Regions from separate parts of the Mus musculus genome. Here all the other regions are linked to region 2. A link is a contact called in public Hi-C, HiChIP or PLAC-seq and promoter capture Hi-C data. All regions are on one chromosome and are shown on one strand. The core of a region is the stretch at or near the end of the contact, and the rest is flanking DNA. Distances in the headings are between cores, read along the strand shown.

The links. Promoter capture Hi-C pulls out the DNA fragments that hold promoters and counts their contacts. A called contact is a pair of places that touch in the nucleus more often than the background predicts. HiChIP or PLAC-seq counts read pairs in DNA pulled down with a chosen protein or histone mark.
Region 1: an HNF4G HiChIP or PLAC-seq map of pancreatic cancer cells shows a contact between it and region 2. The contact joins the enhancer-like site here to the promoter of Prpf4b in region 2. A contact is called at or near these places in 11 of 39 promoter capture datasets (the 3T3-L1 cell line, the SN4741 cell line, cranial neural crest and 5 more), 27 of 484 Hi-C or Micro-C datasets (the AML12 cell line, B cells, the C2C12 cell line and 19 more), 20 of 115 datasets of contacts at active chromatin or transcription factors (SST interneurons, bone marrow-derived macrophages, cardiomyocytes and 14 more) and 3 of 9 other capture datasets (adipose tissue, embryonic stem cells and liver).
Region 3: a contact with region 2 is called in an H3K4me3 HiChIP or PLAC-seq map of embryonic stem cells, with 11 read pairs. The contact joins the enhancer-like site here to the promoter of Prpf4b in region 2. A contact is called at or near these places in 5 of 39 promoter capture datasets (the SN4741 cell line, cranial neural crest, embryonic stem cells and 2 more), 1 of 484 Hi-C or Micro-C datasets (embryonic stem cells), 12 of 115 datasets of contacts at active chromatin or transcription factors (astrocytes, a beta-TC-6 cell line, bone marrow-derived macrophages and 8 more) and 2 of 9 other capture datasets (embryonic tail and embryonic trunk).
Region 4: a contact with region 2 is called in an H3K4me3 HiChIP or PLAC-seq map of pro-B cells, with 5 times the contacts expected there. The contact joins the promoter of 4930447K03Rik here to the promoter of Prpf4b in region 2. A contact is called at or near these places in 5 of 39 promoter capture datasets (the 3T3-L1 cell line, embryonic stem cells, frontonasal cranial neural crest and 2 more), 1 of 484 Hi-C or Micro-C datasets (B cells) and 14 of 115 datasets of contacts at active chromatin or transcription factors (bone marrow-derived macrophages, craniofacial prominence, embryonic forebrain and 9 more).
Region 5: a promoter capture Hi-C map of hippocampal neurons shows a contact between it and region 2, with 4 times the contacts expected there. The contact joins the enhancer-like site here to the promoter of Prpf4b in region 2. A contact is called at or near these places in 7 of 39 promoter capture datasets (the 3T3-L1 cell line, HPC-7-derived erythroid cells, cranial neural crest and 4 more), 9 of 115 datasets of contacts at active chromatin or transcription factors (astrocytes, effector CD8 T cells, embryonic forebrain and 4 more) and 1 of 9 other capture datasets (embryonic stem cells).
Region 6: a contact with region 2 is called in an H3K27ac HiChIP or PLAC-seq map of differentiating embryonic stem cells, with 10 times the contacts expected there. The contact joins the enhancer-like site here to the promoter of Prpf4b in region 2. A contact is called at or near these places in 5 of 39 promoter capture datasets (cranial neural crest, embryonic stem cells, hippocampal neurons and 2 more), 2 of 484 Hi-C or Micro-C datasets (nephron progenitors and olfactory sensory neurons), 13 of 115 datasets of contacts at active chromatin or transcription factors (the SCID.adh cell line, T-cell acute lymphoblastic leukemia, cardiomyocytes and 9 more) and 2 of 9 other capture datasets (embryonic stem cells and macrophages).
Region 7: a contact with region 2 is called in a Hi-C map of cerebral cortex, with 2.8 times the contacts expected there. The contact joins the enhancer-like site here to the promoter of Prpf4b in region 2. A contact is called at or near these places in 2 of 484 Hi-C or Micro-C datasets (cerebral cortex and muscle stem cells) and 1 of 115 datasets of contacts at active chromatin or transcription factors (pancreatic cancer cells).

The regions. Positions count from the first base shown.
Region 1 is chr13:34,206,424-34,210,086 of GRCm38.p6, forward strand. All of the region lies in intron 4 of Slc22a23 (solute carrier family 22, member 23), which reads right to left. Among named protein-coding and RNA genes, the nearest start is that of Gm52037, 10 kb to the left of the region's middle. Within about 2 kb of position 1,843, at least 18 of the 459 cell types and tissues checked have an H3K27ac peak or open chromatin away from gene starts, as enhancers often do. A contact at or near this core is called in pancreatic cancer cells, where this site is marked.
Region 2 is chr13:34,874,032-34,877,743 of GRCm38.p6, forward strand. It overlaps Prpf4b (pre-mRNA processing factor 4B), which reads left to right and starts at 1,498. Exons shown (of 15, transcript NM_013830.3): 1 at 1,498-1,663. The coding sequence starts at 1,623. Gm36839 (a long non-coding RNA gene) reads right to left here and starts at 1,209. Exons shown (of 2, transcript XR_382181.1): 1 at 1,138-1,209; 2 at 1-537.
Region 3 is chr13:34,247,730-34,251,220 of GRCm38.p6, forward strand. The region is part of intron 3 of Slc22a23 (solute carrier family 22, member 23); the gene reads right to left. Among named protein-coding and RNA genes, the nearest start is that of Gm52037, 52 kb to the left of the region's middle. Within about 2 kb of position 1,747, at least 118 of the 459 cell types and tissues checked have an H3K27ac peak or open chromatin away from gene starts, as enhancers often do. A contact at or near this core is called in astrocytes, differentiating embryonic stem cells, embryonic limb bud and 3 more, where this site is marked.
Region 4 is chr13:34,111,469-34,114,744 of GRCm38.p6, forward strand. 4930447K03Rik (RIKEN cDNA 4930447K03 gene) reads right to left here and starts at 1,804. Exons shown (of 5, transcript NR_046184.1): 1 at 1,726-1,804.
Region 5 is chr13:35,803,887-35,807,549 of GRCm38.p6, forward strand. All of the region lies in intron 4 of Cdyl (chromodomain protein, Y chromosome-like), which reads left to right. Among named protein-coding and RNA genes, the nearest start is that of Rpp40, 100 kb to the right of the region's middle. Within about 2 kb of position 1,860, at least 29 of the 459 cell types and tissues checked have an H3K27ac peak or open chromatin away from gene starts, as enhancers often do.
Region 6 is chr13:35,770,600-35,773,993 of GRCm38.p6, forward strand. All of the region lies in intron 3 of Cdyl (chromodomain protein, Y chromosome-like), which reads left to right. Among named protein-coding and RNA genes, the nearest start is that of Cdyl, 110 kb to the left of the region's middle. Within about 2 kb of position 1,487, at least 22 of the 459 cell types and tissues checked have an H3K27ac peak or open chromatin away from gene starts, as enhancers often do. A contact at or near this core is called in differentiating embryonic stem cells, where this site is marked.
Region 7 is chr13:35,500,057-35,503,706 of GRCm38.p6, forward strand. No RefSeq gene overlaps it. Among named protein-coding and RNA genes, the nearest start is that of Cdyl, 160 kb to the right of the region's middle. Within about 2 kb of position 2,200, at least 99 of the 459 cell types and tissues checked have an H3K27ac peak or open chromatin away from gene starts, as enhancers often do. A contact at or near this core is called in cerebral cortex and muscle stem cells, where this site is marked.

The DNA.
Region 1 (3,663 bases), core at 593-3,092, 670 kb before region 2:
GAGTGGACAGTAGGAACAGGTTCCTAACTCATCTTCCTGATGTGCAGCCGACCTAAACCCAGGCCTGCTTGACCTTTCCCAGGTCTGTTGTACATTGCAGTCATTAGCTGTGCAATTGCCCAGTGAAATCAGCAGTTAAAAATGAGTACAAAGGAACACGTTTCCTTCTCCCCCACCAGAGTGTCAGCATCAGGCCCAGGACAGAAGCGAGAGAATTTGGGGAGAGAGTAAAGGCATCTTTCTCAGACAGAGAGGAGGCTAGACATTAGAGTCAGTGCAGAGAGACCCTATGGTAAAGCCAAACAGTATTTTCCAGATTGAAAAAAAAAACAATAAGCACTGGTCTTAATGGAGTCCAGGATGAAGAGAGCCATGTACAGCTCAAATGCGCTGGCAGTTTGCGGTGGGACCCTTCTGGGACTACTAGAATAGGGAATAAATAAGACAAGTCAATTTAAGTCTAGACGCTATCCTGTTCTTTACTGCTGGTAACGCCATACAGCAGGTGTGAAAGCTACTCTTTGAAAATTGAGGTGTATAGCAACTAATAATCTGAGCTTGAGTTCTCTGTTCTATTTTAATTCATTTTTTGGGGGGGAGGGTAGGAAGGGGGGGGAACGTGCTGTGAGCTTTTCCTAACTTGTCACCGGAATTCTACATGAAATGTGAGCAGTTTGGATGCTTGCAAATGACTTCTTTATATTTTTATGTCTTGAGTTGATTCAAACAAGCACAATGACTCTGAAGTGGTCCGTGTGCTTTACAAGTCTCAAGTCTGAGATGAAATACGGTAATGTGAAAGAACATAAAAACAGAATTTGGGGTCGTTTGATGAGAAGGTAATAATTAGAACTTTTCTCATTTTCGGAAATTTGCAATAAAGAAAATTTTGTTATTTCAATTTGTAGTAATAAATATATACAACTGATTAAAATTTTAAAAAACTGGTACATGGTATAAGGATGATCATTAAGGTTTAAAAGCAATGAATTGTCTTCTTGTCCAGTGGGAGAATCTAATATCAACCAGCTTCCTATCAGGACAGCCTTTTTTGTTCATTAATATATCACTATACAAAAGAAGGGATTTCACTATAACACTTTCATTAACATACATCACACATTAGATCGTATGCCTCATCCCCCTTCTCACCCCTCGCTTCTTTTCCCAAGCAGTTTCTTTCTGTTTGAATGCCTTACCTACTTGCTCCTGAATCTAGATTCTACACAGGAGAGAAAATTCACACTCTTCATCTTTCTGAGTCTGATGATGACTTCCAGTTTTATCCACATTTCTGCAAATGTTAGAACTTCTAACATTTAGAAATGGCTAAAACTCCATGTGTATATACACAACATATTTCTAAGTTCACCCATTGATGGGCACCTAGACAGACTCCATATCTTGCTATTGTGCTACTGTAAGCATTGGGTGTGCATGTCTCTGTGTTCATTGACTCGGTCTTTCTAGTGTACACACCCAGGAGAGATAATAGCTATGCACTGGCAGCTTTTTAAGAACCCTCACACTGATTTCAATAGAGGCTTGGGCTGCCTTTTGGAGAGTTCATTAAACACACACGCTGGTGAAAAGCCAATTGGGCAGTTCTCTGAGTAAAAAGCATGTGTGTCCTGTTTAATTCACTGCACTAGGACATTTACTCATAAATAAAGTACAGAAAGGAAATAAAACCACCAATGCTTTATTAAATTAGTTGTACCCTTAAGTCTTTCCTTTATTTGTTTTGCAAAGTGTTTAATTTTAGGGCGATACCCGTGTACACAGACACACCTTCCTGCCTGTGATTCAACAGTGACATCATTCACAGAATAAACATGTATGGAGCAGTTGGAGTCATTAGGGCAAAGAGCCACACTTTAGGCTGCAAGAAGTTATTTTGTTGGGAAGGAAAGCATACTAAACACATACTGCACCACTGCCTATGTCCCAGCCCAGTGTGGAACTTCGACCAAGCAGGCATACAGGCAGGACACAAAATCGAGCCCAGAGAGGACAAAAGGTCAGTATAACTTCATGGAGATGACCTTTCCATATGTGCATACGAAAATGAGTGTAGAAGGAACTCAGGGCACTTCTGATTCAAAGAGATAACTCTAGCTCTAGTTGTTGACTCTCTGGGTATGATCATGTATGGAACAGTTAAAAAAAATTCTAGAGGGGCTGGCAGGATAGCTCAGTGGTTAAGAGCACTCTTTCAAAGGACCAGAGCTCAGTTCCCAGCACTCACATGGTCGCTAACAATCATCTGTAACTCCACTTTCAGGAGATCCAACATCCTCTTCTGGCCTCTATGGGTACTACATGCATGTGATGCACAGAGATACACTCAGGCAAAATACCCATTCTAATCAAGATAGATAAAATCTTAAAAAAAATCTAGAGAGTCCTCAAAGAAAATAAAGAAACAGCAACAGACTCAAAGGTCTGAATGGAATTAAACACAATTGGAAGTTATTCAAAGGTGTCCAGTGTGCTTCACGAACTGAGGTCCCATAATCCCCTGGGAAAATGATAGTAGAAATACACCAGAAAGTTGCTGTGATGTTAAATGAGTCCGTTATTCATCTGGGTCTCAATTTCTCTGAATCTGTGAAATGAGATCAGTAGACTGCCACAGAAGCTTTGGCAAGCTAGAGCCCCCATCTTATCTGCTGAGATTTGAGGCTAAAAGTCACCTCTCAAAGGCAAAACTATGCTACATTGTGCATAGCATCCTCATAGTGCTTGCTACAGGCTCAGGCCACTTGGTGTCCAGCATCCTCATAGTGCTACAGTCTCAGCCACACTGTGCACAGCATTCTCAGAGTGCTGCAGGCTCAGGCAGGGCACACGAAGTCTTTGACATTAGCCTTTTTACAGTGGACCAACCCTGCATACATAGGGATTGACATGACCCTAAATGTTACTCTGTTCATGCCTTTAGCAGATAAAGACCTGAGATTTAGCTCCCATACAGACACACCTATAATCTGTAACATTATATTGCATGCAGCTGGTGCTCATCCACCCACAAACCCCAGTTAATATTCTCCACTTTCTCACTCTTCCTCCTGTGGAAGTGATTATCAAGCCATAGAAATCAGAAGGTACACAGGGCATGAAAGGGGCAAAGCTGTACAGGGAACTGATTTGACACCATTTGCAAGTGATACAGAAAATGTGGTACTCTGACAGACAAAGTGGTGCAGACCTATAATCTCAGCGCTTGCCAGGCCAAGGCAGGGTGATAGCAAGCTGGAGGCTAGGTCGGATTAGAATAGTGAGTTCCTGGCCAGGATGGATCATTTGGCAAGACCTCATCTAAAACTATAAAATATAAAGGAGCTGGGATGAACTCCTCAGTGGTTGAGAGCTCCCTTAGCATGCACAGGGTTCTAGATTTAATTACCAGGAAAGGGGGTGGGGGTGGGGTAAGGAGGGAAAGAGGCAGAAGAGATGAATTTGCCACTTCTGCACCTAACTAGAACTTTACTGGCACCTCTGTTTACAGCTTGCTGGGGATGGGCCAAACAGCTGTTCCAAGGGACCATCTTCTGACCTAGGCTCTAATCCTACGCCCATCAGGGTGGCAGACAGATACCTTGGATACAGTATCTACTTGTCATGTGGGAGTCTCCTGCCTGCCCTGATTTGTCCTCATAC
Region 2 (3,712 bases), core at 248-2,747:
TAGCTCTCCACAGAAATACACATATTTCAAATATATTTTTCAATTATTTAAAGAATGCCCAGCTCGTTTGGAATAATACTTGAAGCAACCACAGATGGTAGGAAAAGATGAAACGTTCACAAAGACACGCTTGCCTCCAAAGCCTCAACTTTTTGCATTGTCTGCCGGCGCCGTGGTCTCCACGGTGTCACCGAACAAGGCGGACCTCTACTTGAGGGATCTTGGGGTACGCTCAGACGCAATCTTGGCAAGCCGCTGTGCTGACGTTGCCGCAGAGGAGAGGTCGGGGCTGAGATCGGGAGGCGGAGACCAGCTGAGCTGGAGCAGGGAACTGGGAGGGCCTCCCCATAGCTGCCCGCCGCAGTTCTAACGCCACAACCACCGCCCGCAGCTTTGAACACGCCCACGCTTTCTTCTGGCCACCAGCACGCATGCGTCTCTCCGGCTGGCCAAAAGACTTCCGGGAAGCTGGTTCCGCTGTGCAGAGCTCACTTCCGTCCTGATCCGCGGAAACTGCGGCTATGGGTCGGGCGGTTCCTTTACCAGGGCCCCGAAGAGGAAAAAAAAAAAAAAAAAAAAAAAAACCCAAGGAATTGTAATTGTCTGGTCTGTCACTTTGTAAACGTTTCCTGCACGAGTAAGCTAATGTTTCAATATCTGCTAACAGTAACAGCTTGGGATGCCTTTAGGCATCGATTTCGCTCTCCAATTCGTAATAGCGTGGAAATGAACTTGGGTGAAAAAGAAAATCTTCCATGGAAAAGTTTTCCAGCACCAGCTCCTTTAGAAGTGCTTTATTTATTTTATTTTTTATTTATTTATTTTTTGGTTTTTCGAGACAGGGTTTCTCTGTGTAGCCCTGGCTGTCCTGGAACTCACTCTGTAGACCAGGCTGGCCTCGAACTCAGATCCGCCTGCCTCTACCTCCCGAGTGCTGGGATTAAAGGCGTGCGCCACCACTGCCCGACAAGAGCATTTTTATTACATTTATTTTGTGTGTCCGGGCTTAGAAGTGCTTTATTTTACTCTGTGAAGAATGGTGTCTGTAAATCGGAAATCGGTCTTATTTCAGTATCACCATTATCTCCAACGTATTCCTCCCAGAAACAGAAAACTTAATTCCCATATAAAGCATACCATAAAGAACAGAAGGTCAAAAGGGGACCTGGCAGATATTCTGGCTGTTTAAATTAGGCCAGGTCTACGAGCTCTCCGCTAGCCAATCAGCAACAAGGAGAGACACAGCAGGTTTCACCCACTACTGGATCACATGGAGAATCAGCTCTCAGCAATGCACCCGACCCCTTTCTTTGCTGCTGTCTCCAGCAGGTCCCTACACTTACACACTTACACACTCACACTTACACACATAACCAGCGCTCTAAGTGAATCAGGCCTTCTTCTCCCCACGGCCCGCCCCCTAGCCCCGGAAGTTACGTTCCGCGCCCCGCCCCCGGACGCCGAGTTTTTCTATCCGGATTCTTAGCGCGGACTCCCGAGTGCCGCTTTTCTCTACGTGCTCCGCACATGCGCGGCTGCCTGTCCCTTCTTCCTCCGCTTCCACTGGCGTCCACGGTTCGCCGAGCCGCCGCCAGCATCGCGGAGGAGTCGGGAAGTTCAAGATGGCCGCCACGGAGCCCCCGTCCCTGCGGGAGCAAGCTGAGTAAGTGCACCGCGCGGGTGTGTCGGAGCTGGGCCTCCAGGCCGGCAATGCGGGGGACGGCGGCGGCGGCGACCTGCGCGACGGGCGGGAAAGTTCAGGCCTAACGGCGACAGCCAAACTTTGCCTTGCCGCGCGCCGTGGGTGGTGCGGCGGGAGGCGTGGGAGCGGCCTGGGCTTTGCTGCCGGTGGGGCCGCGGCTGTTGAGGTGCCGGCAGCGCGGCCTGCTGTCCGTCGTTGCCCCGGGAGGCGGCGGCACGAGCGGCCTCTACAGGTCCAGTTAGCGTGGTGGCTGCTGCTGCCCTGAGGTCGCGCCTTCCTGCACCTCCCTGGGGGACCGTGGAGCTCTCCGATCTCAACCCTCGGTGATCTCCTTCCCTAAAGAGACCCGAGGAATAGTGGCGGCCGGCAGGCTAAGCCCCGCTTTCCTAACGCATATGCTATCCTTGCGATCCTGCTGATGGTAAAAGCAGAGACGGGGGTGCTAGGGTCACACTTTTGACTGTCCCGGAAATTGTGCTAGCGAAGTCCTTTGCCCTTTACTCTTCCTTCCAACCACAACCCGGTATTTCTCTGTCCATTGGTAGCTTATTTCTAACTTTCAAACTTGAGGCAAAGTAAGGTAGACTACCTGGGTTTTGAGGCCTGGCAGTTTTTTGCCCTAGTTTGTTTTTGCCTTTAGGAAGGGACATGGGAGAAGTATTAGGAATCGTTGCTACTTCTAAATCATTCTAATCTGTGTTTTTAATTAAGCGACTATAGAAGTATTTGAAGCCAAGAGAACACATCCTTGAATAAGCAAAAGGACTAGCTGTTGCTTAAAGAAGAGCAGTGTTTTGTTTCCCACGTTTATGCGAGGAAAGCTTAACTTTAAAGAGAATACCACTGAAGACTGGGTGGCAACAGCAACCCCCCCCACCCCCCACCCCCCAGTTACATCTGCATTATCTATGTTTTCAGCCTGTTTAGGAAAGTGTTTGATACCGTTTCCAGCAACTTGTGACAGATAGCTTGGTTTCTTTGCTGAGAATCTAGTTTGGGGTTCCCCTGTCATTTACTTTACTCAGCTTGACAGAGAATTTGTTTTTATTAAGTATGCTTGAAAGTTGCATTGTGGTTGTGACAATTGGGCTTAGCAGAGAACAGATAGGATTTTAAGATAGCTTATTGTCCAAGTTCATGGTGTGGCAGTTACAGGATGTTAGTTTAGCTTGATGGGTGTCTTCGGCTGTTCAGCTAAGTAGTTCTGGCAATCTGAAAAGTTCTTGGTATTATGTCCATTCACTTAATTTGAGGGGAGGATCCATTCACATTTATTTTGAGTCAGAGTCAGCCCTATTATTTGCGTATTTAATCCTATCTTTATAAGCGTGGGTTTGTTTAGGCTCTGGCAACTACATAACACTGATGGTAGTTTTTAATTTATCCTCCCTTCCCCCATAGAAATTGTGTAAATGGAATTCTTCTCAATGTGTCCTATTTTTGCTAATTTGAAAATAATTAATGGAGTAAATAACAGTTTGATATGAAAGCAGGCACTATGTGTGTTGCTGACCTAAATGGCTTCAAGTTACTCTGAATAGCTTGTAGTTACAGGAAGCTATTCAAAATAGAAAAATTAAGGGCACACATATTACATAGTTTACATTTTCCTTAAAGGCTCAAATGGCTTTTGTTTTACTGGCCTGTACATTTGTCAGCCTCTTTACTTCAGCTTTAAAAAAAAAATAAATGTATTCGAAGTCACCAGGGACCAGGTACTATTCAAATCATTCAAATAGTAGCTCATTAATTCTTGTAACAATCCTGTGGCGCTGGGTCCTGTTGTTGCTGGTATTTTGTGGGTGATGAAACTAACACAGAGACATGAAGTAGTTTGCTCAAGGTCGCACTGTGATAGCCACATTTAACTTTGTAAATGTGGCTCTAAAGGCCAGCTCCCGACTGCTGTACTGTGGCTTCTTCACTTGCCTCTAAGATTTAAAATAATGTTTTTTGCTAGTGTCCCAGAAAGATGGTTGTAGGGAGTGAGGGGGAATTAAGGATCAAACT
Region 3 (3,491 bases), core at 497-2,996, 630 kb before region 2:
TTACGAGGACAGGTTTGTTGCTTCTAATGCTCTCCCATACAACCTTTGAAGAAGGGACCCATACTGGGGTTTTAACTCCTCCATCACATGATGGAGATGATCACCACCAGGGAGTGTTAACTCTTCGTAGACTTCTAAGCCTGTGTTCAACAATCCGGAGGAAGAGGTAGCATCACAGATGCAAGATTCTTTCCAGACACTAGATGATAATCGTGACTGGAGACACAGGCACACGTGTGCATCTTCATTAAACTCTTAATCTGTATTATGTGCAATGCATGGAATGCTTTTGTTTTTTAAACACCGAACAAGAAGCATCAAGTGGACTCTAACCTTAATCTTCTGGGATGTGTTGTAGACTGACTGCTGTATAACCTTGCTGTCAAGAAGGGTCAGAAACTTAAGGAAACGACCCCTGCCCCCTGCCCCCTGCCCTGTTTTTGTACAATTCATGGCCAGCTTGGCGCTAAGAATGACATGACACTTTTAAAGGGCTGTGAAGCTTGTATGGAATTAAGATTTTAGCCCTCACAAACAATGCTTTGTTAGAACGAACACAGCTTTTAGCTTCATTCCAGACTGTCCCGGCTGCTATTGCATCTGAACAGCAGTGCATGTGAGAAGATGAGGCGGGAGGATTTGAATTTAAGGTCATTCTGGGCTATAAGGAAGGGAGTTACTGAGCTGCGGTAGCAGGCTCCCCACAGCTGCAATGTTTCTGTTCTAGCCTTTTATAGAGGTGACAACACCTGCCCCAAAGGCTGTGGAATGGACCATCTGACCAATTTGTAAAACAGGATTCAGAATGGGGTGTTCTTGTCATGTGCTTCAGACTTCTGTCAGAAAAGTCAGTAATGTTATTTTTAGAAACGCAAACAGTGGTTTTGTTAAAAGACATGACTCCCAGAAAAAAGGACGCCCCAAACCACATCAGAGACGGCCCAAATGGAACATGGGGGCAGCAAGGGAGAAGGCAAGAAGACCCCCCTGTCTGTACTGAGAGGGGGAACAATCTAGGACCATCAAAGAGCATTTTAATTTTTAATGCTGTTCTCCTTTTGAGGCATTTAATTTGTGGCGGGAGAGAAAGATGTGTTCTCTAAAACCATCCCTTTTTAAATTTACCAACTGATGGCTGGGAGCCTGCATTTTCGCTACCAGAAGTAACGCCAGGCTGGGCGATTTGAACACTGTCCATTTAAAATTCAAGAAAGCAGCGTCAGATGAAAAGTACCCTCGGAATGCCTGCAGACAAAGGCCTCATAAAAGGCTAATGCTATTTGTCTAGAATTACAGGAAAGAAAGTGAGGGCTGGAGAGGCCCTCTAGCCCCAGCCTTTGTAAGGCCCCCTTGATGGAAAAGAAAGCTCCCCATTAGCATTCTAGTCGGGGCTCTTTGTCCAGTGTAATCTGAGGACTGTGGAAAGAAAGCGCCTGGTGATTTAACCTCCTTGGGTGGAAAAAGAAGAGAGGGGGGGAAGGGGAAAGGGAATCTCGTGTTATCCACTAGTGTTGGCAGAAAGGCACATGCCATGATTTTATGGGGCTGGGGTGATGAGCTGGGCACCCCAGGGCTGTGTCCAGAGAATGCCAGGCTGTGCACAGCACTAGGCCGACAAAAACCCAGCGTATAGGCACAGAGTCTGGATGAAAGGCCCTTTCTGTCATTCCCTAGCCCTCCTCCCTCCCTGCTGCTCTGGAAACCTCTCTAGCCTTCACCCTTTTTGGCTCTGCCTCAGATGGGCGCACTTCAGGAGCCACAGTGGATCTCCTCCCTGTCTCCTCCCTACCCGACACCATGCCAAGAAAGCCAGAGGGCCTTACGGATGCCACATTCCTACTACTTGTCACCGATACGGTCACCAAGGAGACTTGTTGCTTCCCTGGGGATAACCAGGAGACGCAGGTTGTAACACATTTGTGACAGAGATGCATGTCCCTAGATGAGCAGGATGGAAGGAAATGATGTCAAGGCCTGGGCCACACAGTATAGATGGTAGAAGCATCTTGAGGATGCCAGAGAGCCTCCTGTGGACAAGCCAAGCAGGGCAAGAGAGAACAATGCCCAAGGGACATAGTGGCCCGAAGCCCAACTGGCAAAACTGCTCCTCTCTGTAATTAGAGTCAAGGTCGAAGTACCCTGTTGTCTCCCTTCTATAGAGTCTAGGAATCCCAGGCACATCAGAACAGGAGGACACAAGAGAACAGTGAGGAAAAGAGGAGCTTGTCCTACAGAAGTGCAACCCTTGAATACAGGTCCTCATGTGGTGATGGCCCCCGACCATAACATTATTTTCATTGCTACTTTATAAATGCAATTTGACTGCTGTTAAGAGCTGTAATGTAAATGTACTTTTGGAGATAGAGGGCTGTCAAAGGGCTTGTGACCCACAGCTAGAGAACCACCGTTCTAGAAGACACATAAAGTCTCTTGTCCTGATACTGACTGGGGAATCTGCACACACACACAGATACATAAGGGCACACATGAAATACATAAATATAAATACAAACATGGTTTAGGAGTGCACACGAACACACACATATACAGAGAATGAGAGGGTGAGAGAGAGTGTGTGTGTGTGTGTGTGTGTGTGTGTGTACCCTGAGTCTCAGCTGCTCTGGTATGTTTACTAAGGACACCTGCTTTAAAGGTTCAATTTCTCCAAGCTTCATGATCTCCACCTTACTCTCATTTTCCCATCTGACAATCAGGAACTTGTTATTTGGGACTCACCTGGCTCATGGGAAACGGAACCATGAGAGTCTATAAGTCATGTTCTTACCTCCTATGAAAATGTCCAGACTTCTTTAGTGCCCGAGACTTAGTGTGACTTACCGGTGTTCAAAAATAAAAAAGGGATTGCAAACTGACCTTAATCCAAGTGTGGGATTTTTGCCAAGAAGGAAAAACACACAATGAAACAGCTAGAGCAGCAGGTGGGAATACCTCCATATGACATCTGCATAAATGTGTGTGTGTGTGTGGGGGGGTTGCACACATCTGGAAGGGGATCAGATGGCTGTAACATTTCCATTACATCTGAGAGCCTGTCTCACAGACCCAAGAACCTTCCTGTCATTCACAGACCCTCTGGCTATCAGCCATGTTCCAACAGAACTGATGAATAAGGTGGGAAGTCTTAAGGACTTAAAAGTAGGAAGTAAATATAACTACTATGCAAATATTGACAAATACCACAGTTCATGAGTTTAAGACTAGCTAGTGCTCAACTTAGTCTAAACTACACATGACAATTGGCTGCCTCAGAATTTAAGAAAAAGAATCCTTCATTTCTGGAGATCTCTCTCTCTCTCTCTCTGTCTCTGTCTCTGTCTCTGTCTCTCTCTCTCTCTCTCTGTCTGTCTCTCTTTGATAGGGTTTCTCTGTGCAGCTCTGGCTGCCCTGGAACTTGCTTTGTAGAACACTGTAGAACTCTGACTTCAAATTCAGAGATCCACCTGCCTCTGCCTCCCAAGTGCTGAGATTAA
Region 4 (3,276 bases), core at 554-3,053, 760 kb before region 2:
TTCCACATAAAACCAGGGGGAGGCTGAGAACCAGGGGGAGGCTGAGAAACCCACCAGAGTTCCCAAAAACCTCTGGAAGGGGTGGGAGAAAGTCAACGTTGTAATGGGAAATGGAGGCATTAAGTCAGAAGGGTAGGTGGGACAGGTCAGTCAGCAATTAAGGAAGGGGAGCTAAAAATGATGGAATGAGTTATGTCCACTTCCCAGAAAGCATTACACATCACACTAAGTTCTAAGGGTAAGGCCTAGTAGTAGAGCCATGCAAAAGGACCTAGGTTCAAAGGCCAGCACAACATCCTGAAAATCCTGAAGCAAAACAAACCAACAAAGCCACCACATTGGGAACTTATAATATGCACCCTGGAAGGCGTCTCAAATTGATTCCAAAAAGCATACAGACAGAGTTCTCCTTGTATGCAGCATTTGTCAAGTGGCAGGTATCAGTAAACATGGCTGAAGATGCTCAGTGGAGAAAGGCAAGGGAAAAAAAGGAAAGAATTTGTGGGCTTACTGGTGGGATAGCATCTGAAAACCATGGAGATGGGAAGGGCAGGAGCTTGACAGGTGCTGCCGCCCTTCAGTCACTTTCTTAATTCTGTCTTGACGTGTTAATGTTGCAAGAGGAAGGATTCACTGGGCTCTCTGCAGATGCCATGAGTCACAGCTGCCATGATATTCAGGAGTCTCCTTTTCAGGGGACAAGTGGCAGCCCCTGCCCCCCCCCCCCCAAGCTTGCTACAAGTCTAGGATTCCTGACTACTCCTCAGGACCACTGGATCAGAACGTGCATCTGATGGAGATTCCAGGTGATAAGCAGGCAATTGCCAAGACTAAGGAGCCAGATGTGGACTCAGAAGATCTAACCTGGGTCATGGCTCATCATAAGAAACAAGGACAAGAGGAAAGAGTTCAGGGTGTAGGGCATTGGGGTGCTGAAAACCCTGTATTCTCCATTTCCTTTGCTCAAGGCTTGGCAGTGGGATCACCTGATAGTAATCCATGGTTTTCTCCACAGAATTTCACAATTTCATATGATTCAACCTAATACTCTGGAGAGTGTCCAATGTGTGACTCATGCCTCCCACAGTTACAGCGTGGCACCGATGTAATCCTGTTCTTTGACCTGTATGCAGCTGCGGCTCCAGAGGAGACACTGGCAGAGGTGTGCCTTTCTGCTTAGGGAGTCAGACTCCTGTAATCCCTTTCACGTCATCAACAATGACAAGCCATAATAGTGTCATACACTGCTCATTTGTGTTCAACCTTATAATGACTGTACAACGATCATTTGAGATGTATAGGTGAAGAAATGAAACCACAGAGAGGTTGAGTAAGTTGCTCAAAGTCACACAACTTGGAAGCAAGAAGGCAGAGCAACTTGATGCCCTGAATATTTCACAGAATTTCTGAAGAAATGCCAGACTAAGGCCATGGAGACTTCCAAGATCATGTGCTACAGTTTGGATCTGGGATGTCCCACACAGGCCTTTTTGTTTAAGACATGATTCCCAGCTTGAAGAGGTAGAACCTGTAGGAGGAGGGACCCAGACCATTGGGGCTGTAATGGCTCTTGTTTAATTTTACTGAATCTGAAATACTTAGGAGACAATGGCTCTGGCCATGTCTCTGAGGGAGATTCCAGAGTTGTGTTTGGGGGTGGTGCTCCCCTCACTGTGGGTGACACAGCTGGGATACAAGCTCTGAGGGAAAATCAGTGATGCTTGCCTTTGTCTCTTGCAGAGGACTCCAGTCCTGTGGCTCCCACTGCCGCTGCCACCATTACCATCAGACTCTGACTTCTTTCGGCCTTCCATCCTGGAACGAATACCAATGACTCACCAGGAATCTGGAGCCTTTGGCTCCAGAATGGAATTGCTGTGGTATCTGAAAGTTCCAGAATCCACACAAGACACCCCAAGACCAAGTTCTTAGCACAAAGGAGATTTATTTGCCTCAGAGGGAGAAAGGGCAAGGAATAAGAGACAAAGACAGGAAATGAAGGATGAGGGAGAAGGGGAAGGACAGAGAGTGGGGGAAAAGATATTTGTCCCAGATTGACAAAGGACTGTCTCTGGATAGAGAGGAGACAGATATGGCCCACCTGAACATGGAAGTTTATAAGGGAAAAATGGGGGAAACCTGGTGCTAGGTGAGGTGTTTTGTTTTAATTTGGGTATGTTAATTAGGTGAACCAAAGGGAGCTTTTAATTTCTGGATTTCAATATTTTGATAGCTGGATCTTGGTAGTTAGCCTCAGACAGAAGGAGTGAGGGACCTTGGAGACTAGCTTCAAGAATATAATCTGTTTAGCAAGGTAAAGGAAATAGGGGAAAGGCAAGGTCTGACAGCCATGTTTGCCATTCTCAGGTCTGTGTTTGCCATGCTTGGGCCTGCTAGAGCCCTTCAGTATCCAGCTTTGTGCTCTGAATAGCCTCTCCTGCATACATACAGCCTTTGTCAGGTCACCAGAACCTTATTATGCAAGCCACATGCATCTATGTAGACATACACTCACATTCACCTATTCTAGTCTTCTAAAGAACCTTTGGCCAATACAGGGACCTACAGGGACCCTGGTACCCTGGGACCCTGGCTTCCCCCTCTTCTCTTGGCTTCCCAGCAACCAGGAGGTATACTTATTTACTTCCTTTTTTTTTTTTTTAACCATATTCGCTGGCCATGATGTGCTTGCTCTGTTGCCACAGTCCCAAAGTAACAGGACATAACCCAAAACCATGAACCCAAATAGTATTTCCTCTGTTCAGTCCGCCACATTCGGAATTTTGTCTCCATCGTGGAAAGCCAGCTGGTCCAGAGGCAGTGGAAGGCTCTGTTAGGATGACTTAGGGATGTGGAGATTGCTCAAAGGATAAAGTGCTTGTTGTATGTGGTAGTCTTGTCAAGTCGACACACTGTGGAAGGGAGGCCTGGTGAAGAACTGTTGAGATTGACAGTGACCTAGTTAGCATTAGCTGTGGATTTGACACAACCTGGAATCACTTGAAGAGTCTCAAGTAATTATCTCTGTCAGGTTGGTCTGTGGTGTGCCTCTGTGAGATTGCCTTGGTTTTTAAGAGATACAGAGGCCCTTCTGACTGTGGAGGGCAATGTTCTCTCTGGGCAAGGGGCCCTGGGAAATGAAAGAAAGCTGGCTCAGTGTGGGTTTAGGGGTGAGTGAGCCAGTAGATGCTGCATCTCTATGGCTTCTGCTTCAAGTTCCTGCCTGAGTTCCTGCCCTGGTTTTCACCCAGTGATGGACTGTTACTGGAAGCCACA
Region 5 (3,663 bases), core at 610-3,109, 930 kb after region 2:
CTATGTTTTGACTAACCTACTGCAACTTGAAAATACCCTAAAGTCAAAAGCAGCTGCCACCCTTGGTACCACCCACAGAGCTCTGCAAAGGTGTGGTAGAGATCCAGGTGTTTACCCTCCTGCTTGCTTCCTCCAGTCACCTTGCTAGCTGGAAGCTTGGCTCACCACCACAAAACAATCTGTTGACAGCAGCTGAAGGATGGCTATGCAGACTTGACACATTTAGAGAAGAGAGAACAGGAAGGGAGACGCAGTCAGGGTTACTGACAGGGAGGGAGTGGCAGTGGGAACCGAGAGAGTAGCATCCCCAAAACAAGTGGCTTCAAGAGGGGATGATTAAGAATGCCAGGCCACATTAGAGCTTCGAGGCTTCAGGCGTGTGGAGGAGTAAGTTGGTAAGTCCTTTGTACTAGGTTTTGGGGGAGAATATTTCAGGGCTTTGTATACTTAGTCAAGCACACAATGGTAGATTAAGGAATATATATTCGTAAAAACTGACTTTACTTAGGGAATAAGAGTGGAAATGGGCAGTAACTGACTGGAAGAACACACAGACATGTGAAGAGAGGCGTCTGCCAGTGAGTACACAGAGCAGACCTTTGAGCTCTGTAGAGGCATCACGATAGGAGTCTGCTTTGAGATACTGATGCTACAAGATGGGTTTTTTGTTGTTGTTGTTGTTTTGGGGTTTTTTTGTTTTTGTTTTTTGTTTGGTTGGTTGGTTGGTTTTTTGGATTTTCGAGACAAGAGTTTCTCTGTGTAGACCTGGCTGTCATGGAACTCACTTTGTAGACCAGGCTGGCCTTCAACTCAGAAATCTGCCTGCCTCTGCCTCCCGAGAGCTGGGACTAAAGGTGTGCGCCACCACGATTTCTGTCGATGTAGTCAAGTCACCCTGCCTCCTAAACAGCCTTGTCTGCCAGTAGACTTCCATGTGCATGCAAGTGTCCACTTAGGGTTTGAGTTGTGTTTTGTGGGCTGTAGAACAGCCTTGTTATATTTCATACAGGGTTGAGTTTTATTCCTCTGATGGATGAGCTCTGTTAGCAGAAGGCTGGGTTTCTAACAACAGAGTAACAGCTTATAATTGAGAACATTTTTAATTAAACCCAGTGGGTGAGATGTACAAATGTTTCTTCTGTGAAGAGCCTATCTTGTGCCTGATATATTCTGTATTTAGTTTAGTTTTGACATGCTTTGGGGTTTGTATTATGTTCTTTGCTTTTCTTTTTGCTGTAAAATATGTAGCTAAAGCAGCTTAGAAGAGGAGATTCATTGGGGCTCACAGTTTAAGAGAACACAGTCGTGACAGGGTCTCAAAGCCAGGAGTTGCTCACTGTCACAGCGGAGGGAGCACAGTCAGTCATGACAGGGAGGCAGGGCTGGGAGCTACTTTTGTGGCCAAGGGAGCTTTGCTGACAGCTCTGCCGCTCAGGAAGTAGGTGACAGGTATGAGCCCACACTCCTCAGCCACCAGCTTCTCCAGCTAAGCCCTTCTAAAGGTTCCCAGACCACTTCTAACCTCCACCCGCTGGTTCAAACACACGAGCCTGGCCAGAGCCTTTATAGTCAAGTCATTACAGGGCTGAGTGTTTTGCTCATGGAACATGAGTTTTAAAGTGAGTGTTTTGGCAAAATTTTTAAAATTTAAGATAAATTCAGATAAACTGTAGTTTTTAACTTTTCTGTGGTGTTATGAAAATAGAGCCAGACAAAAAATTCCCAGCCTCAGAATTTCTAGTTATTTTTAGCCCCTCTACAGTTCCATCTTTGTCTCTCCATTTAATAAAGCTAGGCTGTACAGCATAGTACCAGTCATTCAGACACACAACAGAAATTCCTTTATGTGACTTTTTCAAGCTTTCCATTTAGCATGTTTGGTCTGTGTGGCCTGAGAGAAACAGCAACGCTGTCTGCTGTTGTGAGGCAGCTGAAGAGGACACAGTTGTGAAGTGAGTGCATGGTTGTGTTTGCAGTTGTGGCATTGTGTGAAGTGGTTCTGATTCACCCTGTGTATTCAGCACACACATGAAGGCTTGGTTCAGTTTGTAATTTGTGGAGTATAAAAGCAGCAGACACACACACACACGTTAATTTGTACCAGATGCTATTCTGCACGTATTCAGGAGAGAGGGGGAAGGGGGAGGAGGAGAGAGAGAAAGATAGACAAACCTGGGAATGTGGCTTATTAGCCTTGTCTTTTTTTCAGCAGCATTTCCCTTAATGTTTTTAATTTATTTTGATTTGGGTAAACCTCTTAAGAAGAAAGTGAATCGGGGCTGGCAAGACAGTTAGGTAGATAAACTCATTTGCTGCCAAGTCTGACAGCTTGAGTTTGATTGATTCAAAAATGGGTGGATAATGTAACAAGTGTCAGAACTTCCAGCGAGAAAGATCCGTTTCATCTTTTTATTCATAGAGAACTTTTGATCTCATTGAGGCAGAGTGGCCTTGTACACACTCACGTATGCGCTGTGATCTCACTGCTGTGCGTCTAGTGCCCACAGGACAGGGGAGAAGTAGATCAGGCCATCACTGTGCTGTGCGGTAGTCGGGATGGGTGGAAATTCACACATGCTAATAACCTAAGCAACAGCCTTTCTCCTTTGTCTTTGTTCTGGAAGTTAGCTTAATATGTAACACTTTGGAAAACATGTGAAGTGCAGCAGCCTTACTTCTGCCAACCTGCATTAAGAATAAACCGGGTGAATGCAATAATGAAGGTAGTAACACGAGGCATAGTGTGCTGGGCTTTAAGATGGTTCAAGATGGTTGAATGCCCGGGCACATAGGCAGGGGATGCAGCCACATGTAGCACAGCCATGGAGTCTTCCTCTCACCTGCCCACTGGCTCTCCTGCTCTCCGCCTGCCTAGCGTGAACATGTGTGGTTATCTCCAATTCCTTCCTTGGAATCCCTTAGCTGCGTTCCCAACTAGTAAGTAGACAGCTTTAAACCCCCCATGCTCACTGTAAGGTTGGGGCGCTCTGTGAAATCCACACTTGGCCTCCCAAGAGCTTCCTCACAGCCTGGTAAGCCTTACACTCGGGTGAGATGAGATGATATTTGTGTTTACTGGTGCTTCGTTTTTCTTTATGGGTCGCTTAGAATTTGTCCCACTCTGTTTGTAGTGCTGGCTGTACTGATGTGGAAGAGAAAGTTATGCAGTCTCAATCTTCTTATGCACAGCATCTCTGCCTGACTTTGTGGTGCCTCTGTTTTGTGCACATGCACATGTGTTCAGTGTTGGCATTGGGAATGGCTATGTGCTTCACCACCGCTTAGGCCTTGGGAACTATTATGCTGGGTTCCTCATAAGAAACTGTTGTGTAGCTGTGGGCCACTGTACCCCTGGTGGCAGTATTTGGTACTGTTAGTCAGAGGTTCTTTTTATGCCAAGAGCCGCGTAGATGGTCTTCTGTTATGTAGGCTGTGTGAGGTCGAGTAGAAGATGCATAGCTCTCAGGTGTATAGAATCTTAACAGACGTATGCACTTGTATAACTACTGTCTGCTAGACACCGGGACCGTTGTCATCCATGAAATTCACTGTGTTCCTTTCATCGCCTCCGCCACACACAAACTTTGTCTAGCATCTTTGTTCAAACGAGTTCTACCATGTAGCTTTTCACTGCCCAGCATACAAGGTTTGGTTGAATCAGTA
Region 6 (3,394 bases), core at 237-2,736, 900 kb after region 2:
CTCGGCATACTTGGAGAAATTCCAGGCCAACGGAGAAACCCTCCAACAAGGCATCGAGGTACCTGATGGCGCGCCTGAAGTTCTCTGATCACCCTGAGGTTTAATTACTTAAACTACTTTGTTTAGCTCTAGAATTTCGACTTTCCTAGTCTCGGTTTTGAGATTGCTTTCTGCTCACTCATTGGCAACATGGTTTTTCATAAGTTTTTTGAACCTATTTCTTACTTAGGAATCACTTGGCATCAGATTTTACAGTTTTTGCTTATGTATTGGGTTTACCTTGCTGTTTTTCTTTTTTTGAAATTTGTGCATGTGCCAGAGACTCAGCCCTTTCAAGTTCTTAGGAGGGTTGCTGGGTTTTTATCGTAGCAGACGGTGGCGTTACACGGAGGCCAAGGACTGCGCCCCTATACTTACAAGCTGGTCAGTCCCTGCTGTGGTGGTCTTGCGCTTAGCCAGTCCACTCCCCTGGGCTTCATGTCCCTGAAGGCTGGACTGGGGCTGAGGATCTGACATAGACTTCCGCTTTGCCTGCTGTGAGTTCTACACACAACACACTGGAAGCTCTGCTGCCCTAGCCATGCTTGCTTGGGAAAGCAGATTTGTGGATTTGGCTCCGTGTTGGGCTTACATTTCCTGGGCCCAGCTTCCTTCTCGCCATGCTGCCTGTGGTCTACCTGGTGCACATGAAGCTGAGCTGCAGCAGTTTGTGCTTGTTCCTTATTACGCCTGTGTCCTGCACACAGTACCCTGCTTTTCTAGTTCACCTCCAACTCTTGAGTTCTGGTATGTGAGACCAGTTACCCCAGTGGTTCTCAGCCTGTGTGTCACAACCCCCTAGGGTTGTCACATGACCCTTTCACAGAGTCGCCAAAGACCATCAGAAAGCACAGATATTTACATTATGATTCACAACAGTAGCAAAATTATAGTTATGAAGTAGCAACAAAAATAATTTTATGGTTTGAGGTCACTGCAACATGGGCAACAACGGTTACGGTTGAGAAGCACCAACAGCAAAGACCAGCTCTTAACTGCCTGCCACAGGTTCACAGCCACGACTGTGGGGATAGGGTAGAACCTTAACCAGAAAATACAGACTCACCATTCTTACCTATTACCTATTACCTATTACCTGTGTAGTCTTTAGATTTTTCTTTTTAGTTCAGTTTTCACACAAGATATCTGCGGTGTCAGAGTAGCCTCTTCAGTACTCTGCTGTGAGAAAAAGTGTATTGTTCAGTTTCCCTGTAAATAGCAGGCTAGTTTGTTTCATGAACATGGCTTCCTGCTGAGCTGCCATTGCCTTTGTGGTCATTATTCTGTTCACATCTGAATCGAGATGATTTTGTATTAAACCCAACTGTTGGTCCCTTTCTTCTCAAACACATTTGAAGTTGTCTTGCGTTTCTCCAGTGGAGGGGCGGTCATCGAGGGTTTCTGGAACCGCAGCTCTAGAGCGCCCTCTCCTGTCCTCAGCAGCCACTTGAAAAGGTGCCCTGGTGTTGTGGAGCCCAGGGTCTGTCTGTCATTCTCCCCCTCCCCTTTGTTTAGAAGGGTCCTTCCATTTCCCTGCACCTGTTCTTTCTGCCCTGGTGGTTTGCTGTCCGCAGCAGTGTTTCAGTAGTGGTGAATTCTCCAGGGGCCCATAAGCCTTAGGCCACCGCAGCCAGTCTGCCTGCAAGAGTCCCTTGTACAGTCCCTTTTACAGTCTCACCTACAGGTGGGTGTCAGTACGCAGACAGCCCTAGAGGTGCTGTGCTGATGCTGGCTCCGTCCACTGTGCTGATGCTGGGGTACTTTGTCCCCTCTTCAGCCTGCACGGGTCCAATGCAGTGTGCCTTAGCTTTTGCTAGACTTTCCCTGCCCCTGGAGCACTCGGTAGCTTGTAGCTGTGGGTTACTACGTTGGGCCTGCATCTGAGGAGTACTTCTGTTAGGGAAAGCAGGGAGATAAAAGTTGCCTTCGCGCTCACCCATCCTCTGCCTCCTGGAGGTGGACAGGCTGGATCCTGCTTTGAAGGTTGGAATGATCTGCCATATAACGAAGACTGAGAAGTAGGTCTGTTTCATGTCCATTCCCTATTTGCCCTTTGACCTGGGGCCTTTCCTACCTGAAGGGACTTTGATCTGACCTCCCATCTCAACACCCAGTCCTGTGTCCCAGCTCTACATCACAGGCACTAGTGGCTTTTGGGGGGAATGCTTCCTTGATTTTTCAAAACCTTTCCATAAGTATTCCTGAAAATACCCCTCCTTGCCAGCTGAGAATGATGGCTTGTTTTGCAGTATTTGAAAAGCTTGCTTGCTTGCTTGCTTTCTTTCTTTCTTTTTTCTTCCTTCCTTTCTTCCTTCCTTCCCTCCTTCTCCTTCTCCTCCTTCTCCTTCTCTTCTTTTTTGTTTTGTGTTTTTTTTGAGGGTGTATGTATCCTGGCTGTCTAGGAATTCACAATGAACCAGGCTGGCCTTAAACATCCACCTGCCTATGCCTCCTGAGTGCTGGGATTAAAGGTGCGCCTCTGTCACCGCCACCACCACCCAGCTTAAGAGGCTAGCTGGCTCCCTCCCTCCCTCCCTCCCTTCCTCTCTCCCTCCCTACCTCCCTCCCTCCCTCCCTCCCTCCCTCCTCAAATCTTTATTTATTTTATGTATGTGAATATACTGTCATTCTGTTGAGACACACCAGAAGAGGGCATCAGATCCCATTACAAATGGTTGTGAGCCACCATGTGGTTGCTGGGAACTGAACTCCAGACCCCTGGAAGAGCAATCAGTGCTCTCAACCACTGAGCCATCTCTCCAGCCCTTAAGAGGCTTTCTTGTTTGTTTGTTTAAAAAGGGTCTCACTATGTAACTTTAGTTGGCCCGGAACGTGCTATAATCAAACTATAAACCAGACTGGCCACAAACTCAGAGAGATCTACCTGCCTCTGCTTCCTGAGTGCTGGAATTAAAGGCATGAACCACCACACCTGACTTTAGAAGGCATTTTATTCAACTGTGGGTGTATTTATTGTTCTAGGAAGGATGTCTGATTTACCATGTTGGAGAAAGTGAAAACTTTAGAAAGTTGTTTCTCCCATCTCCACCCCATGACTTACTTCTCTCAAGGTTCGGTTACTCCCTCTACTGTTTTAAACATTGGATTTTGAAGTGCTGTTGTGCTCTGTGTATATCCTTAAGCTTGCTACCTGCTTCTCAGGACACCAGTGCCAAGCCATCTGTTTTGCTAGAATTGGGCTCCTAGGTCACGTGTGTGTAGCCGGTAGCCTGTAGGTGGAGAAAAGGTGCAGCACCTTTCAGTTCTGAGATCACAGAAGAAAGGCCCTCTGCAGCCACCCTGCTTCCCAGCCGCCCTCCAGCTCTGCCCAGCAGAGGGTGCTGGGACGCAGAGA
Region 7 (3,650 bases), core at 950-3,449, 630 kb after region 2:
AAAGCTGATCCGAAGCTAGCTTGGAGCCCCATGAGCACACTTCTCTGATAGATAATACAGCCTAGAACAGCAGAGACTCAAAGGAGGACTCACAATAAACTCTTAGTATAATCTATAGTTTCCTTAAGTTTGTTCATCAAAAAAATATATTTAACACAGCTAAATAGTGATGGTCACTGGAACATTAAATGCCCCCAAAAGTATGAGAGCCAGCAGGCAAATGATAAAGGGACTGAGAGTTTCACAAAACAGTGTGAAGATGTGAGAGTCATGGGCACCTTGAAAGCACAGCCCAGAGAAGACCGTACATAAGAGTAGTTCATTCCTGCCGTTCATATTTCTCACATAAGGAATTCAAAGTCCCGATTTGAAATGTGGGGGATGAGGACTGGAGAGATAGCTTGGCAGTTAGGAGTACTCACTGCATTTCAAAGGACCTGGGTTTGAGTCACAACAGCCACACTGCAGATCATAAGCTTCTGTAACTCTATTTCCAGGGGGATCTGATGCCGTCTTCTGGCCTCTGTGGGCATTTATTTGCACATGTAGTGCACAGAACCACAGGTGCCACACATACAATTTAAAAACAATGACTAAAAAAACTTTACAAAAACATGTTGTCAAAACACAGATATACCCCTATGCCTTACATACCTGCAAGAATAGTTTATTAATGAACACTGAATTCTTCCAGTTGCAATCACAGAAATTTCTCATGGAATAAACCCATCCCATAGTCCTATAAACCTACCCAATTACAGGCTGTCTTCTACCTTCCTAAATGGTGGATTGAGTTTCTACTCTGGTGGACATCTGTTTTAAACTATGCTTGGGCCCACTCTGGGATGTAAAACTGTCTTGTGCACAGTGATGGATCAACACCCACCCTCAGCATTTTCCCTCCCTCCAGGAGAGCAGCAGTCTGGTCCTCTAGTGGCTCTGCCTGCTAGGCTGTAGCGGGAACCGGCTTTCATGGCAGGCACTGTGATGTTTGCAGTGGTGAGGCTGGAGACCGTTTCCAGAAAAGACACAGGCTCTGGGAGTTTGCCGAGCACTGACTGGGAGCACAGTGTTTCTAGTCAGGGTATCTGGACTTTGATCTTGGGCCTGAGGGAGCCAGGCAGTGATGGGTTGAGAGAGGAGAGGATGGGGCCTGGGTCTCCCTGGGATACTTGCTTCTGGCCCAGATCCTTATATTTTAAAGTGTGTAGCACATTTGCCCCGTTTTAATGTTGGAGCCCCTAAGAGAGTACACTTAGGAATCAGCTCACACAAGCTCTGCAGAGATTATCAAACACCCAGAAATTTTGCAAGCCAGTTGTTAAATTAAGCCACTTCAAAATTGGCCACAATGGGATTATTTTTACTCCATGGAAATCAACAAAGACCACAACTCAGGGTTGGATTTTCTCTTTTTTTCCACAGGGCTCACATCCTGCTGCTGTCGTCTCACTGATTTCAGGAATATTTTACATCCCTCCCACATGCTTTCCAAAATTCTCACCAGAACCCTGGCCAGCTACTCCTATAATGTTCTTTGCAGCATTAGTCCGGGGTTCTGCTATCTTTCTAAGAGATGCTAGGTTTCTTGCCCTGGCCTTCTGTGGTTTCTCTCTGCTTAGAGTGCAAAATGAAAACAAAGCGCTCAGTGTCAGAGAAAGATCATTGAGACACACCTTCAGGGCATTCTCCAAGTCAGCAGTACCAGAGGGCTCCCAGCTTGATTTATTCTCAAGCCCTACATCAAGTGGTTCACAAAAATATCATGTAACCCGAAAACACAGAAAGAGAGCACTGTTCTCATTTCTCAAACCGTATGCAGGAAGCAGGCAGCTCTGACATCTTGCAGTGGTGGCCGAGGCCCTTCTGCCAGGCAGCCTCCAGCCCTTCTGCCAGGCAGCCCCCACTTGGAGCTTGTCCATCCCTGCTTTCTGGTGAGCATATCCTGACTTCACTCCAGATGGTGGGAGTCAGGCGAGTGGAACAAGACACGAGCTTCCGCCGGATGGTAAAAATGAATGACGCTAATAAATATGTCTTTGGCCACTTGGCTAGCCCACCTAGCATTCAGCCAAGACACCCTCCTAAGTTCCTAAGACCCCCCTGTAACAATTTCAGAAGTGTCCCACGACCCAGCACACACTATTCAGGTCAGACAAACAGCAGAATACTAAGAGAATTCCTTTCCTGCCGAATCAGGAACAGGCTAGACCTGTTGAGAATTCTTGTAAACTACCCATCTGTGAGTCATATTTGTATCACCCTGAGTGACTGGATTTGGGGTTAATTGCGAAGTTTGGCCAGCTGCCTCTGCAATTGGCTCAATTAGTTATGGAGGTTGGTAAAACAATGATCTGAGGTCACTGGCAGATTCAGACCAAGGGGCAGCAAAATTGAAAGTGGAGAAACCAGCCAAATTAAACCAAAGAAAAGGCCAGTTTGCAGCTATGTGGGAACGACGCCCAGCATGAAGCCAGGGAGAGCAATTAGTTAGAAATATATCGAGTTGTTGATAATTGAATATCTTAATTTGTAAATGCCAATTTTATATGATGTGGCCGGATAAAATGACCCTATTGATTTCCAAGGAAGTACCTATTGCACATTTCAAGATTGCCTGGGCTGCAGACAGGAGAAACACAGCCCAGCAGGAAAAAAAAAAAAAACAACAACATGTATGTGGTGTGTGTGTGTGTGTGTGTGTGTGTGTGTGTGTGTGGTGTCTCACATGTTTTCCCTGATTCTAACATGTTCTTCACAAACACAGTTCAGAGGAAGGAGCTCTGGCTGAAGGCTATGGTGACCTATACTTACACTGCAATTGACTTGCTATATGGCCTTAGTAAAGATGTTTCCCTGCTTTAAGTCTCGTTCTTTTCAACTGAGGTGACATCACAAACACTCTCATGATGCCAAAATGAGCTGATGAATTGCAATGTGGTGTTTTGAGGTGCTGAGTGCCTCGTAGATTATTCATAAAGGCTGTATTCATAATGGTTATCAGCCCCTATGGATATGTGGGGGTATATGCTCCCTGGGGAGAGAGTAAACTTTGAATGCAATTGTAACGGAGTGCCCCTGTGTTCTAGTGTCATTTCTGATGGTAAACAATGCCAACACAGTAACAAATTGCCAGAGAGTTTTTCATTAGTCATCAGAGTGTAAAAGATTTGATAAATAACGAGAAAATGTTGGCTCTTTTGAGGTGGGAAATCCATGTTATTGACAAGAGCAAATTACATTTCTTTGAAAAGGGTGGGGTCACGGGTTTTAGAGTATTTGCCTTGCTGCTGGGATAAATGAACAGCCGCCCCCCTCCCCCGGGAGCTCGTAAAAACTGTCCCCAGCCAGCCCCAGCCCAGCCCCCACCCTCACTTTGTTCAATCATTTGTGTGACAAGGCTGAGTAGCAGCCTGGCGTGGGCCCTGAAGACAGAGAAAGAGGAGAGAGACTCAGTGTTCGCAGAATTTGGGGAGCCGGAAATACAACGGCAGCGGTAACATTGCTTTGAGGAGGTATGCCAGGGAGTCTGGGGTGTTATGGTACCCTCTGTTCTCGTCCAGTCTTCGATTCCCAGCAGCTGCCCACTGCTCTTCAGCTCTGGCGCCGAGCCGGCACATGCCTCCCTCCAGAGCCGCTGCCAGCCTCAC